Regions from separate parts of the Mus musculus genome. Here region 1 is linked to region 2. A link is a contact called in public HiChIP or PLAC-seq data. All regions are on one chromosome and are shown on one strand. Each heading gives the region's core, a stretch centred on a gene start, on an enhancer-like site or on the middle of the called end of the contact. The rest is flanking DNA. Distances are from core to core; before and after follow the strand shown.

Region 1 (6,269 bases), core at 2,984-5,483, 280 kb after region 2:
AGGTGGGCCTTAAGCTCATCACATCTTATTAGGCCTGTCTCCCTAGCCCCCTGACACACAGGGCTAGCTCGATTTATTACTTCAGCAGCCCCTTAAACAGGTCAGTCTGACCCCAACTACACATCCCACGTGAAGGTCATAACTGCATGCTTAGTGGCTTCCAATATGGCCTCACCACAATCTGAAATCTGATTGTAACCTTCTCTTGTGCGCAGTTCTCTAGTGATTACACTAGCATCAAGACATCTTAGCTCTCAATCCCAGCACTGCACTTCCCTTGTTCTAACCTCTGCCTCCCCGTCCCCCTGCCCCTAGTATAACACACAGAGGGAAGAAGGGAGAGACAGGGAGAGGGGTGGAGTCTATAGCATAGGAAGCCGAAAGTGGCTCACCTGGATATTACCATAGAAGTCGGAGATTTCAAAGGCTCTTCTAAAGTCTGAGGACAGTTAATGAAGTGGGAGAAAATTAAGTGCAGGACACCAAATCCTTGGCAGTGATACTGAAATCGGGGTGCGGAGCACTGGGATCTAATTTCACATGTTTCAGGAACTTGTAAAGTTATGTTGGTCCTTTCAGTAGCTTATATCCAAAACATAATCTTCAGGCTCTAATGTCACCGCCATCGTGCCATCAAACTAACCCCTATGCAAGCACAAACTGGGTTGATAATATCCATCTATTAAGGAAAATGCACACAAGATCAAAGTATAGCCAAGTGCATTATGGAGAATTATTTATGTCTTCTAGAAGATTATCCTTGGGTGCAGTTTCTCATGATAAGAACCTGGCCTGACTTTGTTCTACAGAGTCAGAAAGCCTCCTGTATTAGATGCCGCTCTATTGCCTCCTTAAGTGGAGTTGAAAGAACAAAGCGTTTTCCAGAAGGAACGGGGCCCTATCTGTCCTCAGAGCTGCCCAGAGATCAAACAGGTCTTTTTAGCAGTTTTATTAGACATCTTCAGAGGCCTTCAAAAAATACTCGGTTTTATAAGTGGTGAGAGCTAGTGGGTGGGAACTCCTGCGTGTAAACAAGTGGAGTTGTCAATCATGACTGTTGAAAAGAAACTATTCCTTAACAGGGAGGGCTGTATGGATACACTTCTGGGTTCTCCTGTTTTGTATAATGATGCTTTTATATTAGTTTAAGAGGTGAGCTTTCCAACCACTGAAGTGTTCTTACGGTAAACAGATCGTGGTGGTGTACCATTCTGCATTGCTAGGCAGGAAAATATACAGAGAAAATTCTGTCCCTGGGCTTATTTACTGGAGTGGAACTGTGTGGTGCCAGGACTCTCCAGGCCAAGGTGTCAGTGGGATTTGTTCAAGGTTGCCAGGAAGAATCTGCCCTGGGCCTCTCTTAGCCCAGTGCTCCTTATAGTTTAAAAGCATCATTTTAAACTCTGTCCCCACCTTGACTGGAGAGGGGCGGGGAGGGAGGGAGAAGAAAAGGGAGAGGGGAGAGGGGAAGAGGAGGGGAGGGAGGTCTCAATTTTCCAATTAAGGGCAGATTCTGAGGGGCAGGAAATGACTACTCGAGGTGTGATTTAGTGGTAGAAAATTTGCCTGGCACGCATAAGGATCCCGTTCAATATCTAGCAAAGGAGGAAAGAAAATTGAGACATCAGTTACAGCTGGTCCTTCCTTTTGACTTCTCCTCCCCCCCCCCCCCCCCGCTTGGTTCTTGGGCCACCTGGGACCTCTGAGAAGCAGCTATAGAAGTCTTCAGTGTGAAAGGCCTTTGGGAAAACAAGGTCTCCTGGGTCATCTCTAGTACATCTGACTCAACTGACATCCTCAAGAAGGGCTTGCCACCAGAGTCTCACACACAACTTGCCCAGCAGTGTGAATGCTGCTTTTCAACGAGCCTCAGATTCTCCTGCCTTCCTGGAAGACTCAAGTGAAATCAATTCTCATGTTTTTACCTAATGAGACGATCGTAGCAAAGTCATCATTTTAGCAAGCTGGAATTCTGGGAGTGGTGGTGATGGGGTAACATAGGCTGAGGTCCTACATGGGGAAGAAACCTAGAACAACAGATTCTTATTTCCTTTTCTTTTAATATAAAAATAAGAACCCCAAAGTAATATGGCACAGGGAAAAAGAATGTTCTGGGTGCACAGAGAAAAAAGCAAAACACTACATATCCAAACTCTAATGATATTTTATTATTTTCCCCTAATTATTATTGTTTACTGATTATAAATGAGAGTCTTATTGTCAGGAAGCCCCTTTGTTGGGACTGGAGAGACCACCCAGTGGTTATGTGATTACTGCTCCTCGGGAAGATATAAATTTGGTTCCAAAGCCACACGTAAGTCCATTTCCATAAGTATGGGATGGCCCCTACCCCCACCTCTGTGAGCACCTACCTTTGTGTGTACGGACCCACCCATAGACACGTATACACAATCAAAACTAAAATACACTTTAGTCAAAGACAGGCCCTTTGTCACACTAGCCCACCGACTAATGGGTTCCACAACGTAATTACCAGTGTCCAGACATTTTAAAGACCTAAGGGTTGGGAACAACAACAACCCCATCCTCCTAAATGATGATTTTTCTTGAGGCTCTCTACACGGATGGAGATGCGACTCCCTGTCATAGCAAACGACCTCTCTGAGCACTCGCGTCGCACTAATTGATCTTTTAATTGGTTCAGTCAACACTAGAGTCTTTGCACTCAACAGGGACTAATTGCTACAAGCAACTGCAGCCGCTCAGTGCTGGCTCAGTGTTGAGAAGACAGACCGTCAACTGCCTAGAAGGGGTAGCATCGACCCGGTGTTAGCTACGCTGACAGGATGCTGCACTCCCTGCAAAGAGCGTTTATCTAGCGATGTACAAAGCCGGTTAGTCAGAATGGGCAGTCACTAGGGTTCCTAGCTTACATGTGTTTTTTTTTCCTAATGAGATATGATAAGCCACTGACTAGTTTCTTTATTCCCTCAGCATCTCTTGTACCACAAAACCTTAATCCATTCCCTTATTACTAGGTGTGCCAGTTCATCCTCTGGTTAGGATCTAGAGCCATCCAGGAGGCCATCCTCTGAATAGCACTTGCTGTCCTGTTCACCACGTTTTATTGTATTGCATTTTATCTTATTTGAACTACGAAGTTTTCCAGTTGCCCTCAATCAAGATAAAATGTTTCCACCCTAAGCACCCCATTTGAGAGAATTTTTTCTCCCTTTAATACTGAGTTTGGGAACTCATCTGGGTTAGCTCGACTTCTAAAGTATGTCCAAGAATCTTTTAGAGAAGCATTTGTCTGAGTTTTAATTGCGTGTCTGCGTGTGTGTACGGCTGAGTGCTAATATCCATGGAGGGCTGAGGAGCTGGACGTACAGGCAGGTGTGAGCTGCCCAGTGTGGGTTCTGGGAGCTGAACTGGAGTTCTCTTTGAGAGCAGAAGGCATGCTAAAGCATCGCCCAACCTCCACAGTGATCAGCTTAAAACTCATTCCTCCATTAAAGCGTGTAAATGAGGTCTTCAAAAAGGTGGGTCTTCGCTGTTGACCTGCAAATTTGCTACTACCACTCTCCAGAGAGAGACAGAGACAGAGACAAATAGAGACAGGCAGAAACAGAGAGACACAGATAAAGAAAGACAGAGAGACAGAGACAAATAGACAGAGACAGAGAAAGAGAGAAAGAGAGAGAGAGCAAGAGAGGAGTTGAAAAGAATACTTAAAATGTATTCTGCTTACCTATGTACTTATAATTTCTTCAAAACATTTAAAATCAAAGCTCTGATCCTTCTGAGGCCAAGCGGCATTGTATGCAGACTGCTCTGCACGTTCATTAGAAGCGGTGTCCACAGAATGAGTACCTTAGGAATGAGCCCCGGTGGACGCTCCCTGCTGCCATGTTCTTCAGTCATCAAAACTGAGAGCCATGATATCTCTTCTCTTTATGCCTCCAGCCTTGGGTATTTTGTTACAGCAATGGAAAACTACAGCACTTGTTATTAGTCGGTTGCTATCAGCACCACTACCTCCACTGCTGCTGCTGCTGCTGCTGCTGCTGCTGCTGCTGCCTCTGCTCACACTTGGTGTCTGCTTCCCCATCTCCTCCTCCTTCATATTTATAGAATGTGCCTCATGTTGCCAGCTTTGTCGCCGTTTGCTGAAGGATGGGATGGGAGCCAGACCTTGCAGAGGCAAATTAGACTGCACAGATGCGGCTGTGAGGATGCTGAGATCGCCGGGGGTTCTGTGAAGAGAAACCAGCTGACCCAGAGTGTGCTGGCCAAAGGGAATATCCTCTTTTACAACACTGTGTGCAGGCTCTGTCCTGCCTGAGCTTGTGCAATCCTGGCACTTTTTCTTATTGTTTCATAGAAAATATACCCAGATTGGCAGGGGAGGGATGTCTGAATGTGTAAAAATGTTTGGGGAGCAGGGATGGGAATTTCTGTCTCACTCATCCTTACTGTGTGTGTGATAATAATTAAGTATGAGCTAAATGATTCATATTTATGTGTGTGTGACTATGTGCATGCAGCACGTGTGTGTTGTGTTGTGGGTACATATGCATGTGTGTACATGTATGTAGAAGCCAAAAAGATGGCTGGAGTGTCACTCTTCCTTAGGTGACACTGCCTTTGATTTTTGAGCTAGGTCTCTCACTGGCCTGAAGCTGGCAGTTAAGAGTGAGCTTGCTGGCCAAGGAGCCCCCAGAGATCCTCTGCCTCTTCCTCTTCATCACTGGGATTACACTCCCGTACAACCTCCTGAGAGAAATTATTTCATAAATGAAGGGCGAAGAAGTAAAGCCCATGCCCAGGTTGTGTGGCTCCCGGAGACTCCATGTCCCAAGCACAATGCTCAGCTACCACTTGAGGTTAGTTATGAAGCACAACACCTGGGCACTTTTCTCTGGTGCCAAATAGGCTCCCCTCAATTTCCCAGCATCCTTGGGAATTCACAAACATCCCTGGGTTTGGGAGGGTGGAGCGGTCAGGAGAGATGTCACATTTGGGTACCCTCTCCTTTTTCCTACACTGATATTGCCTTCATCAGCTGGGAGTCACCTCCAAGGACCATTCCTAGGCACTCAGCCCATTCTATATTTCAAGCCATGAAAGCCAACATGTCTACAAGGCTTTGGGCTCCCATAATTGGCCTTTCCCTTAGGAAGCTAGAGACCAAATACAGCCTAGATGAAGATGTGCTTGGTTGAACCATGAAGGCTTCTGTAGAAGGCACCAGGAGTTGGGTCCTAGGCTGGGCAGATCTCTGATGGAGAAGAACACTGAGATGACAAAGGGGGATGCCAGAGCTGAGCCGAGCGTCTAGACGTGGAAAGTATGAGAAATGCTTACTGTGCGCCAGAAGGATTTGCCTCAGCCCTGGCTCAGTGCCACCTGCTCCGAGGTATCTATTTGAGGCTTTGTTTCCCGCCTCCGAGCGCACATTTAAATTTATAATGGATAAGAAGAAGGAAACTAAATTTATTCTACAGCCAACATTTTTGCAGTAAAAGATAAGAAAGACAGACTCTTTGGAATGACCGCATTCTGCAGATGAAGAAACGGAGGGATGGGAACTCCTTGGCCAAGTTTGTGTAGCTCAGGCGAGAAGAAACATCATCAGAGAGACAAGTACTATGAGTGAAGTATGGGCCAGAGACACACTAGTGTCTGGTACCTTTCCTGTGGGAGGACAGGAAGAGAAGAGGAAACATGGAAAATTGAATTATTTTTACCAAAACCACAACAACCAACCAATACAAAATAGGGGGGAAAGAGAAACATCAGGAAACAATAATGTTGAATTACTTCCCAGGGGACGAGATGAGAAAGTAAGAGAATATTTTTATAAGTAAACCCCTGTTATATTTTAAGTTTGAAAGACATGTTGATGGCTCTCATATTAAAAAATAAAACAGAAGCTGTAAGAATAGGGGAGCAGGGAGACAGAAATGCTAACGCGCAAAACAAAGTGAAGACAAATGAAAATAATTCCATCTGAGATGAGTGACAAACCCTGGTAAAGGAAGATAGAAAAGAAAAGGGTGGGTGTGGTGAAAAAGAGACAAAGGAGAGAAAGGTGCAAAGGGGAGGAAATGAGAGGTGGGGAATGGAAGTAACAGAAGATGGGGGGCAGGGGTTGACAGAAGGAAGGGGAAGTAACTGGTGATCAGGTGACTGACGGAAGCGGAAGTAACTGATGATCAGAAGGTCTGACGGAGGCGGAAGTAAGTGATGATCAGAAGTCTGACTAACAGACCTCCATGTAGGAAGAACTGAATAGGCTAATTTCT
Region 2 (6,376 bases), core at 3,464-5,963:
TTATCAGGCAAATGCAAATCAAAATGACTCAGAAATTCCACCTTATATCCATCAGAATGGCTAAGATAAAAAAGAAAAAAACTCAAGGGACAGCAAATGCTGGCAAGGATGTGGAGCAAGGGGGCCTCTCCTGAATTGCTGGTGGGAGTGTAACCACTCTGGAAATCAGTTTGGTGGTTTCTCAGAAAATTGAAAATAGTTCTACCTTAAGACCCAGCTATACCATTCCTGGGCATATATCCAAAAGATCCTATACCATACCACAAGGACACATGTTCCACTAGGTTCACATCAGCCTTATTTGTAATAACAAGAAACCGGAAACAACTGAAGAATGGATGAAGAGAATGTGGTACATCTACACAATGGAATACTACTCAACTATTAAAAACAAGGACATCATGAAATTTGCAGGCAAATGAATGGAACTGAAAAATATCATCCTGAGTGAGGGAAACCAGACCCCAAAGGACATGCATGAAATGTACCCACTGATAAGTGAATATTAGTTATAAAGTACAGGATAAACATGATACAATCTACAGACTCAAACAAGCTAAGTAACAAGGAGGACTCAAGAGAGGAAGCTTAAACATCACCTAGAAGGAGAAATAAAACAATCATCAGAGGTGGAGGGAGGGAACTGGATGGGAGAGTGGATGGGGAGGGGAAGGGGTGGATCAAGTGTAGGGAGAGCTGGGAAGAGAGGGCTGGGAGAGTGAATAGAAATCGGTGTGCAGGGATTGGGGGCATCTTAAGGATGTACCAGAGCCCTGGGAGGGGGAGGATCCAGGGAGTCTATGAGGGTGACTCTAGCTGAGACTCCTAACAGTGGGGGATATGGAGTCTGAAGTGGCCACCTCCTGTAGCCAGGCAGGAATCCCAGTGGAGGGATAAGGACACCAACCCACCCACAATACATTTGACATGTAATTTGTCCTGCCTACAAGAAGTTCAGGGACAATGATGGAGCAGAGACTGAGGGAACAGACAACCAAGGATCTCCCCAACTTGAGAACCATCCCTTGGGCAATAACCAATTCTTGACATTGTTCGTGATTCTTCATTATGTTTGCAGATAGGAGCCTAGAATAACTGCTTTCTGAGAGGCTCCACCCAGCAGCTGATGGAAACAGATGCAGATACCCATAGCCAAATGTTAATAGAGGTCAGGAAGTCTTATGAAAGAGTTGGAAAAAGATTGAAGAACACAAAGGGAATAGGGACTCCACAGGGAAACCAACAGAGTGAACTAACCTGGACCCTTGGGGGCTCCCAGAGATTGAACCACCAACCAAAGAGCTTATATGGGCTGGACCTAGTTCCCAGGCACTTATAGGTAGCAGGTGTGCACTTTGGTCTTCATGTGGGCCCCCCAAAACATGGAGTCGGAGCTAATTCTGATTCTGCTGCCTGCCTGTGAATCCTGGTCTCCTAACTGGGATTCCTTGTCTGGCCTCAGTGGGAGAGGGTGTTCCTTGTCCCGCAGTGACTTGAGGTGCCAGAGTGGGTTGGTACCCAAGGGGGACCTCCTCCTTCTCAGAGGAGAAAGGGAAAGGGGAATGGGGCAGAGGTGGTATAAGTGGGGACTGTGAGGAGAGGGAGGCTGCAATAGGTTGTAAAGCAAATGAATAAGTTAGTGGTGAAAAGTAAACAATTATTGAATTGGATCATATTAAGAACTTCTGCTCATCACATCACTTGACATCATTAAATGGGTTAAATGTGTGTGTGTGTGTGTGTGTGAGAGAGAGAGAGAGAGAGAGAGAGAGAGAGAGAGAGAGAGAGAGAGAGAGAGAGAAACAGAGAAAGAGAGACAGAGAGAGATGCAGAAAGAAGCAAAGAGATACAGATTTCTGAGCATGTATTTAACAAGGGCTCCATAAAAAATCCATAAGAAAAAGACAACTACATAGAAAAAGGATCAAATATATTTAATACACACTGTAAGAAAAAAGTGACTAACAAGAAACAAAGATACTCCAGCCAAGGGAGGCCACATAATTTGACACAGAATGGCACCACTCTCCCATCAGAGTGACCCAGCAAAATCACACTGCCCACATTATAACAGGCAACAGATGAGTCACTTCTCTTGCTTTTGTGACAGAATAGCTGACAGAGATCTCTTAAAGGAGGAAGGACTGCCTGACGTTTTAATAGAGAGAGATAGAACACTTGATGCTGGGGACCATGAGATGGCAGGTGCATGAGGCCGCTTGCTCACATGCTGGAAGGTGAGGAAGTAGTGTTCAGGCCAAAACTAGGGCTTAGCTATGATTCCAAAGGGCTTCCTGGCACCCAGTGACTCACTTCCTGCAGCTTGGCTCCATCTTTTAAATCTCTTAAATGATTTCCCATAGGAACACCGTAGTCTGAGGACCCTGTGTTCAAATACCCTAACCTGGTGTGGGGTAATTTCACATTTACACTATTACAGATGAGATCTTATTTAAACTGTCAAGTTCTCGTATTGCTAGGAGGAATACACAGAGAGAGAGACACACACGGGGACACACACACACACACACACACACACACACACACAATATTAATATGAAAAATATTTGAACATTTTTCTGAAGTTGAAGGGTGTACACATGTCCTCTGACTAGAAATTGAAGAAACCAAATTTATAAAAGAAGATATCTATATACTGTTGCGTGACAAGACTTTTCCTGGGAAGACACAACACACAAGTCTACTCACTTCAGATAGAGATCCCATGACAGAACAAAGTATGGATACCAACAGAGTCCAGTTTGGTGAACCAGTGAGTTTTATTGGGCTACTTATAGGAGTATGAGAGAGGAGTTACTCACCGAAGCAAATCAGTGAACTACCACTATAAAGCCCAGTGCATCATGGGTAACAGCTCACAAAAGCTGAGAACATGGAACGCACTGGACAGACTGCAGGCAGCTCACTGGGTTGAAGACTGTCCTTTCTAAATGACTCAGTTGGTCTAAACCTCTCCTAGGCAACCCGGGTGGTTTCTGCTTCTTCTAAGAACCAGGTCTGGTCTCGCAATCTCCTTTGCAGCTTTGATCTTCTGACAATGACTCTCTGTGGCCTCTATTGCTGACTGACAGGGAGGGGTTTAGTCAAGCTGGTCAGTTCCAGGGGCTTGGTGAAGCTGTTTGGAATGGGTTACCTTCTGGTTTTAAGGGCTTTCCGACAGGATGGAATGTTTCAATCTTGAGGAAAGTGCTATGCAATTTTCATAAGTGAAGTACAGACATGAGTGGTAAAGCCACATGTAAGGAATATTATTAGGGACATGAGAAACTCTTACAAGCATTATTCTTAATAGCCACAAATGTTAAGCAATAGAAAAATGGATACAATGCGTGATCATAGAATGGGATACCATGCAATAAAATAAGTGAATAAACGAGTTGTTGGTACACAGAGGAATGTCACAAGTTGAAAGTCGAGGCAACCTTATCTCATCATCTATATAAATTTTACCCAAATGCACACTTAGGCAATGCTGAGAGTGCAAACATGTTTATGTATAGGTATTGTAATAGTTACTTGACTTGTTTCTATGATAAAGTACTCTGACAAAAGCATTTAAAGGGGAAAGAGGTTATTTTGGCTCACAACTGGACTGGAGCACATCCATCTGGGCAGAAAAGTCATGTGACCTAGAACTAGAGGCAGCTGGTCACCTGCCATCCTCAATCAAGAAGCAGAGACCAGTGAATGTCATGCTCAGTTCATGTTCTCCTCTCTCTCTCTCTCTCTCTCTCTCTCTCTCTCTCTCTCTCTCTCTCTCTCTCTCTCTGTTATATATATATATATATATACATACATACATACATACTGGAACTTCAGCCTAGGGAATAGTGCCACCCATGGTAGGCAGGTCTTCTCACCTCAATTAAACTAATAAAGATAACACTTCACCCACCCTCCAAAGGCATATGCAGGAGACCCATCTCCCAGGTGATTTTATATTTCAGCTAGTTTACAATCAAAATTAAACACTGAAGGCAGCAAAGGAGAAATGGAGAGTTTTGGAAAGTGACAATGTTTCCTTTTCTTATTTGTGTGCTGCTTTATAAGTTTGGCCATCTTGTAATTAATCAAGTTTTACAAAATCTGCATCTATGTCTATTTTTATCTATATCATTTATATATCACTTCAATCAAAGTTCTCACCTAAAGACAATAAAATCCTATCAGGCAGTTTTAACGGATCTTGGCCAAAGGTTCAATTTTCATATTACTGCAGTAGATTCATTTTGCCCAACAGAAAATGGTCAGGTTGTAATTTTAATTTAATTTTCTGTGAGAAAAGTAATCACAGGTCAGAATAAACATGTAAAATAAAAACGCCTGTGACTCCTTGATGCTTTTAGTTTTACTTGGATTTCTGTTGCAAATACATATGGAAACAAAAGAAAAAGTTCTGTAGGTTGAATCAGTCCATTAAAGAGTTTTAATTTTTTCCTGAGTTTTGTTACCAAGTAAAATCATGAGGTCAGTTCTTTACAATAGAGTCATCTTCCCATGCCCAAAGCACACGGACACATTTCATTTTTGTTCCTCTTTATTTAAAATGAACAGTGGGAGTTCAATGACAACTCATCTTCTGTAATAACTTCGCAAAGCAGGCTGGGAAAGAATGACTCCACTTCCTTGTAATGATGAGAACACTGTGCTGTGTGGGGCTGCTACCATGGTGATGAGCCAACTGTACTGTGTGGTGCTGCTACCCTGGTTCTTGAGGATCACACATAGGGTGAGATCAGGAGCTAGGATGCAGAGGTGGGGACAGTGGCTGATGTGGGGTTTCCCCCTCATCTAAATGTTCTCTGGGTCTGGGGTGAGAAAATTCAGAGTCCTTGGTTTCTGCTCAGCACTGGCAAAGCTGTGAAGGTGAGCTGTGTGCTAGGGAAGGTTCAGCTGCTGAAGTGTGACCTGAATCCCATCCCTAGAATCTATACAAAAGCATAGAGCTTGGTGGCTTGCCCTTGTGAGCCCAACACTGAGAGTCAGGAAAAGGAGGATCCATGGGGCTAACTGGTAACGGGTCTGAGACGACTTCTCAGTGAGAGTGGATAACCTTGTCATGTCCAAGGCTGTCCTATGGCTGCCATGCATTTATACAGACTTACACACACACACACACACACACACACACACACACACACACACACACACACACACACTCACAGACACTCACATACTTTCTCACACACACAAACACACACATATGAACACTCATCAACACACACTCATACTCTCACACAGGCACATACACACACACAGTCACACACTCTTACACACAAACACACACATACAAACACTCACCAACATACACTCATACACACACACACACACACCCACACACACACACACACACACACACACACTACAAAGAAGGAATGTCATCATTAGACAACTCGGAATTGACCTGTTGAAGACCTAGAGAGAGACATGACTGGTACCCAATTTTCATGAATAGATCCTCAGGAAGTTGTAGAAGAATGAGCCCAGTCTGATGGCACAGACTTGAATTCCCAGCTCCCGAGAAAGCTGATTTAGGAGGATAGTGAGTTCAAGGTCAACCTAAGTAATTTGGGGAGAATTTATGTCAGAATAAAAAAATCCATAAGATCTTGGGGTTTGGTTCAGTAGTAGGGCTTTTGGATGGCATACTCAAGACCCTGGGTTCAACTCTAAATATTGTAAAAAATAAAAGTAGAAAAATGAGATATTCTGTTCTATATTTGTATTGACTTAAAAGGCAGAAAATGAAAAGTATGCAGAATAATATAGTGAAAACCTAGTTTCAATATGACAAATCTGTTTCTTAAAAGGTTCCACTGTTCCATAAAGCAGAACTTAAAATCTACCAACCCCTCTGAACTGCTTCCTGGTGTCCTTTGTCTGGAAAATCACTGGGAGGACTGCCTTGTGAGAGCGTAGAATATCCCGGAGTGCGGGAGGAGGAGGGGGAGCATGGGATCTGGAGGAGCATGGGGAAGTGGAGGAGCATGGGGAGGAGGAGGGAGAAAGACAGCATGGGAAGTGGAGGAGCATGTGAAGTGGAGGAACATGGGGAGGAGGAGGAAGAAAGAGAGCATGGGAAGTGGAGGAGCATGTGAAGTGGAGGAGCATAGGGGGAGGAGGAGGAAGAAAGAGAGCATGGGAAGTGGAGGAGCATGTGAAGTGGAGGAGCATAGGGGGAGGAGGGAGAAAGAGAGCATGGGAAGTGGAGGAGCATGGGGAAGTGGAGGAGCATGGGGAGGAGGAGAAAGAGGAGGAGGATGGAGAGCATAGGAAGTGGAGGAGCATGTGAAGTGGAGGAGCATAGGGGGAGGAGGGAGAAAGAGAGCACGGGAAGTGGAGGAGCATGGGGAGG

Evidence for each region. HiChIP or PLAC-seq counts read pairs in DNA pulled down with a chosen protein or histone mark.
Region 1: an H3K27ac HiChIP or PLAC-seq map of bone marrow-derived dendritic cells shows a contact between it and region 2, with 5 times the contacts expected there. The contact joins two enhancer-like sites. A contact is called at or near these places in 2 of 15 datasets of contacts at CTCF or cohesin (large pre-B cells and pro-B cells), 8 of 484 Hi-C or Micro-C datasets (the G1E-ER4 cell line, the HPC-7 cell line, bone marrow-derived macrophages and 1 more), 7 of 115 datasets of contacts at active chromatin or transcription factors (the HPC-7 cell line, Th17 cells, bone marrow-derived dendritic cells and 4 more) and 1 of 9 other capture datasets (bone marrow-derived macrophages).

The regions. Positions count from the first base shown.
Region 1 is chr16:93,138,023-93,144,291 of GRCm38.p6, forward strand. No RefSeq gene overlaps it. Among named protein-coding and RNA genes, the nearest start is that of Gm30474, 9.1 kb to the left of the region's middle. Within about 2 kb of position 4,234, at least 20 of the 459 cell types and tissues checked have an H3K27ac peak or open chromatin away from gene starts, as enhancers often do. A contact at or near this core is called in bone marrow-derived dendritic cells and bone marrow-derived macrophages, where this site is marked.
Region 2 is chr16:92,859,703-92,866,078 of GRCm38.p6, forward strand. No RefSeq gene overlaps it. Among named protein-coding and RNA genes, the nearest start is that of Runx1, 37 kb to the left of the region's middle. Within about 2 kb of position 4,714, at least 48 of the 459 cell types and tissues checked have an H3K27ac peak or open chromatin away from gene starts, as enhancers often do. A contact at or near this core is called in bone marrow-derived dendritic cells and bone marrow-derived macrophages, where this site is marked.